Linked DNA regions of Cyprinus carpio: region 1 is linked to region 2. A link is a contact called in public Hi-C data. All regions are on one chromosome and are shown on one strand. Each heading gives the region's core, a stretch centred on a gene start, on an enhancer-like site or on the middle of the called end of the contact. The rest is flanking DNA. Distances are from core to core; before and after follow the strand shown. Region 1 holds the start of cwc27 (spliceosome-associated protein CWC27 homolog). Region 2 holds the start of LOC109097591 (peptidylprolyl isomerase domain and WD repeat-containing protein 1-like).

Region 1 (2,700 bases), core at 11-2,510, 140 kb before region 2:
CTGAAAATTCAGCTTTGCATCACAGGAATAAATTATTTTTTTTAAAATATATTCAAATAGAAAACTATTATTTTAAGTTGTAATAATATTTCACAATATTACTGTTTTTTCTGTATTTTTAAACAAATAAATGCAGGCTTGATGAGCAGAAGAAACTTATTTCAAAAACATTAAAAATAGTAATGTTTCCAAACTTTTTACCTGTACTATATATATATAGAAAACAGACTGATAGACACTGATATACAGAAACAAATGAGACAGACTCACGATATCCACATCTTTTGCAGCCTGCTCTGATGTTGTCTTTGTTTGGACCTGTTAGAAAATAAAAAACACATTCAGTGTCGCTTCAGGACGTGGATTCATGAACACGTTACAAAACCAGCCGCTAATGTTAGCTGCAAGACACCGCGGGTTCGCTGGATGTTTAATCCTCATCTAAACATATTTCAGAATGAATCTCACCGTTTATAAAACAACGAGCAGCTTGCGTTATACCAAACTCTGTCGACATAGTGTCTTACAAATCAGTTACCTACAACTAAGATTAAAATCTGAAACGCAGGGATATGTGTCTGGTGTAGAGCGACGGCTCTGTTGTTGATCAGTAAATATATTAATGAAGAGAAGGAGAGTTTCCAGAACATTCCAGAAGTAGCACATCAACAACATTCACCAAAACTAACGGACAACCCGTTCATCTCTGCACACGCATACCTGGGGCAGCCATGAGAGCATCGACTGTTTATTAATTTAAATTATAAAAGAGACAAACAAAACAAAACAACTCGTTTGGTTTTGCTCCACCGCTTTTCAAACCGTGAAACCGATCCGTTTGGTGAAAGAGTCCGACTGGAAACGTCGAGAACGGTACACTGTGGTTCCACTTACAGACGCGTTCAGCAAGACAACAGCTAAAGAGCGCAGTTGTTTAACGAGGACAGACTTTTAACGACGCTGAATGAAGACCTGCCACTGAATTTGTATAAACTCATTAAAGAAAACTGTGTAATCATAAGCGGCTGTGATTGGTTCATCTTCATCAGCGCGGAGAAAAGTAACATGTTCCTCCTGACAACACAATCGACAACTACTTCAGAAGCACTTGTATATTCCGATTTTATATATTTAAAATTACACATTGAAGATAGGACAACGTTTATTATCCTTCATTTGAATTCTACATCTCCTGATACTGGTCTTTAACAGGTTATATTAATATTTACCCTATTATTCTCCAGTACGGTAGGGGGCGATAAGGCCGAGAGGACGCTGCAGGAGCGAGGAAAGGATCTTCTCTGGCGGCGTGACAGGATCTCGCTTGTAAACATCACACAAGAAAATACTTAATATTTGCTGGACGTGCTTGTTATGTTCTTGTAATATCTGCGTATAGTTTGTACGTTTGTTATCAACCAGGTTTGAGGGAAATATACCCACATAAAACGCGTTAAAGATGAGCAACATATATATTCAAGAGCCGCCCACGAACGGAAAGGTGAGTTTCAAACTCATATTCATGAAAAAATATGAAATGTAATGTCCATCAGATGATATAATCTACTCCATCCTTCATATATGTTTATTTATGTATTTTTAAGAGTCAAGAGTTAACATTTTTTTGCAAAACAAGTGCTTTTATTACATTTACATCTCTTGTGTTGTTAGCCCTGTAAAGCCTGACATATGAAATTATAGATTTTTAAAGTTAATACTTCAGGAAGAAGAAGAAAAAAACCCTTCCGTTTTATTTAGAGTCCAAAAGCTGAGCAGTATGCTGCAGGTGCTGATATTTATATGGTCAAAAAGATGAAATTCTCATAGCTTGTAATGTTCATCAATGAGATAAGGGTAAAACTAACAACTTGCATACAATTATATAAATCAGTTATTATCACTCTATATCTCCCAATAATATGTCTGAGTGAGGCGATATTTAAATGCCTAGTTTTATAATCTTAGCTCTGTAGACAAAACTTTTAAAAAACTTCAAAAAAAGATCAAAAAACAAATAAACACCAAAAAAACAACAACATTTTAACAAAAATTTTCTAAAAAAAAAAAAAAAAAAAAAAAAAAAAAAAAAAAATATATATATATATATATATTATATATATATATATATAATATATATATATATAAATTGTATTGATAATCAAGGAAACCTAAGTTGCTTCAGTCCGTTAAGGGTTTATCTTGAAACAACAATAATAAAGATATTATTCTGTTCACTTCATAAAAAACTCAAGCAAAAAGACATATGAGCCTTTAACTTAAGCTGGACATTTTTATAATTATACTAGAATTTCTTCTTATAAATGATCAATCAGATGGCATAAAGCATTTAGTAGATTGTGAACCAGTATTTTTTTAAGCAAAGTGTTGATTATGTTAATACTTTAGAGGCCTTTTAGAAACTTGCTTCAAATATAATGCGATAGGATTTATTGGGTAATTTGAACTGTATTTGCTGTGTACACTGTGTACATTGCTGTCACTGAAAGCCTTCTCAAACACAGAAACCATTGTATCTGTGTAATGACGCTCTGATGTGTTCTCAGGTCTTGCTGAAGACCTCCGCGGGTGATATTGATATAGAGCTCTGGTCTAAGGAGGCTCCCAAGGCATGCAGAAACTTCACGCAGCTCTGTATGGAGGGTAGGTGGCGTCATACTTCGAGATTTGCAGACATAAAAT
Region 2 (2,700 bases), core at 31-2,530:
CTGCGACTGATCAAATACAAAACTAATACAAAACTGAAAAAGAAACCCTCTTTATTTTAAGGTGTCCTTGTTACACGTTCCATGTAGGCTACTTATTAAAATAATACATTATGCATAATTACTTGCAAGTAACCCTAAGCCAAACCCTAACCCTAACCCTAACCATATAGTAGGCTAAGTATATGTAGTTAATTAATATTACTCAGTACTTAAATGTATAAGTACACTCTAACAAGGACACCTTAAAATAAAGTGTATATATATATATATATTCTCATAATCATTCTTTGTATGTTGATAGTTTATATGTTAATAAGTTAAATATCATATCACACAAATAATAATAATGAAGTACTTTGCAAATGCAAAAGAAAGCAATTCCATATTGCCAGGTATGAATATAATTTAAGAATTGATGAGTTGTGCATATAGTTGCAGAAACACAATAATGTTTGGAACTAATAAACTGTGAACGCTCACATGGAAAGTTGTTGAGGGTTATGAGTCCAGAAATGGTTGTAGATCCATTTCCAAGTTATTAAATTCTAGTGTATGTACAAATTATCAAGAAACGCAGAGGGTTTCAGACCACTGACAGTCTATCTAAATATGTTGTAGTAATTTGAAATGTAAGAAATGTAAAATTAATGAGCAATGATATATAAAAACAGAAAAAAAAAAAAAAAAAAAAAAAAATATTAACCTTAGGGTAATCAAGTAAATATGCTAAGTGCATAATGTCGTATGCATTTAAAATTAAAGTTAAAATTGTTATTAAAATTTAATTTATAATGTAGGATTCTTTTCTATGGACGGTCTTTGCATTTGTCTACTAACATGACGTATTTTCTGCATTTGTCCCAAGTTTTCAAGACTGCAAGTATGTGTAGAACTTTGATTAACTGATGAGACAGACTTAGGCATGCTGTAAAAGAGATTTACACATTTTAATTTTCAAAATTCAAAACTTTGCACTTTATACATAAACTTCTATAGGCCTATGTGCGTTCATTTGTCAGCCTACATCACTCAAAAATGTCCTGTGGAACAACATACATATACCACTCAACAAATTAACAGAGTTAAATATAACAGGATTACCAAAGCACTTTCTGTTGTACAGTATGACAAGAATTTATCATTACAACTGTAAATGCAGAAAATAATGTTAGATGTGGCGTTTCGAGGAGAATGCTCTTTATTTAGATCGAGTGCCTGCTAACTGAAGTTCATCTCCCATCCTGTAGTCGGCGGTGTGTGGAAGGAGAGCCGTTGGTTACCTTAAAACCACCAGCGAAGAAGAAATATGAACTTTATTTGAACATGGCGACCGACGTGAGCCGTGATGGTTCTGAAAATAAACGCAAACTAGATGAAGATGAGGATGAAGACGAAGGCGGATGGGTCGGGCCGCTGCCTAATGAGGCCACACAAACAAAAAAGAAGAAAGGTGACGTTACGTTAACTTGATTTATGCTTCAAAAACCCGGAAGAGTCTATGACTGTCTCTAAACCTAGTGAGCTGCCTAACTAGAGCTTTCGAGACACAGTTAGCCGTTTCTGTCAAATACTGCATGTCTTCTGTGTTCGTGGCAGTGTGCTGTTTGGTTCAGACTGAGATGTGTTTATTAATGTTCTGCTGCAGTTCTAGAGTTTGAGAGACTGTACCTGGACAATTTACCCTCGGCCTCCATGTATGAGAGAAGCTACATGCACAGGGATGTCATAACACACATTGTTTGCTCCAAGTAAGTTCCCTTCAGTTTGCCACCTCAGAATATTAATAATATATGAATACTGTTTTTATTGCATGCCTGGTCAGGCCAGTAGTTTTCGTTAACCCCACCATGAAAAAACCCTCTCTCAGTCTGTATACATATATAATTAGTAATGTTGTAATGCATTATATTATTATATCTTGAAATTCTATTGTAAGTCCGCTGGAGACTCCAAATCCAAAAATCATCGTCAGCCAGCTAGATAAATTTACCTGATTGACAAGTTTAAAATATAAAATATAACAGAAAAATAAATGCATGTATTTGCAAACATATAAATATTAATATATATTATATATACTTCTTCAATTTAAACATGTATGCATGTGTATTTATATACAGTACATATGCATACATTATGTATACACAAACTTTTATTTTGAAAGCGATTAATCGATTTTACAGCCCTAAGACGAGTGCATTTGTTTGACTTGATTGTGATTTTAATTTCTTTTTACCATCCCAGAACTGATTTTATCATAACAGCGAGTCAAGATGGGCATGTGAAATTCTGGAAGAAGAAAGAGGATGAAGGAGTGGAGTTTGTCAAGCACTTCCGCAGCCATTTGGGTAGGTGTCCTGTTTTTACATCTGGTGAGCAACCGTCTAGAAGAAGAGAGCAACACCACACCAACCGCTTCTCAGCAACCTACAACAAGACTAGCACTGTGGTAGTGGCTTTTTCTGTCAGAAAATATAAAAAAAAAATATTATTTGTACATAATTTGTCTGTGTTTGTTTGTGGCATGCAGGAGTGATGGAGTGTATCTCGGTCAGTGCGGAGGGAGCTCTTTTCTGCTCTGTGGGTGATGACAAGGCCATGAAAGTGTTTGATGTTGTTAACTTCGACATGATCAACATGCTCAAACTCGGGTAAAACCTTGCTCTGCTCTGTGTACATTTGCTCGGTTTTTTTTTTTTT

The links. A called contact is a pair of places that touch in the nucleus more often than the background predicts.
Region 1: a Hi-C map of liver shows a contact between it and region 2, with 9 times the contacts expected there. The contact joins the promoter of cwc27 here to the promoter of LOC109097591 in region 2. A contact is called at or near these places in 5 of 8 Hi-C or Micro-C datasets (liver and skeletal muscle).

The regions. Positions count from the first base shown.
Region 1 is chrB10:5,889,687-5,892,386 of ASM1834038v1, reverse strand. It overlaps cwc27 (spliceosome-associated protein CWC27 homolog), which reads left to right and starts at 1,260. Exons shown (of 14, transcript XM_042732218.1): 1 at 1,260-1,501; 2 at 2,565-2,661. The coding sequence starts at 1,460. It overlaps LOC109057621 (protein SREK1IP1-like), which reads right to left and starts at 888. Exons shown (of 5, transcript XM_042732220.1): 1 at 721-888; 2 at 271-318. The coding sequence starts at 733.
Region 2 is chrB10:5,751,709-5,754,408 of ASM1834038v1, reverse strand. LOC109097591 (peptidylprolyl isomerase domain and WD repeat-containing protein 1-like) reads left to right here and starts at 1,280. Exons shown (of 11, transcript XM_042732215.1): 1 at 1,280-1,450; 2 at 1,646-1,748; 3 at 2,245-2,348; 4 at 2,531-2,651. The coding sequence starts at 1,324.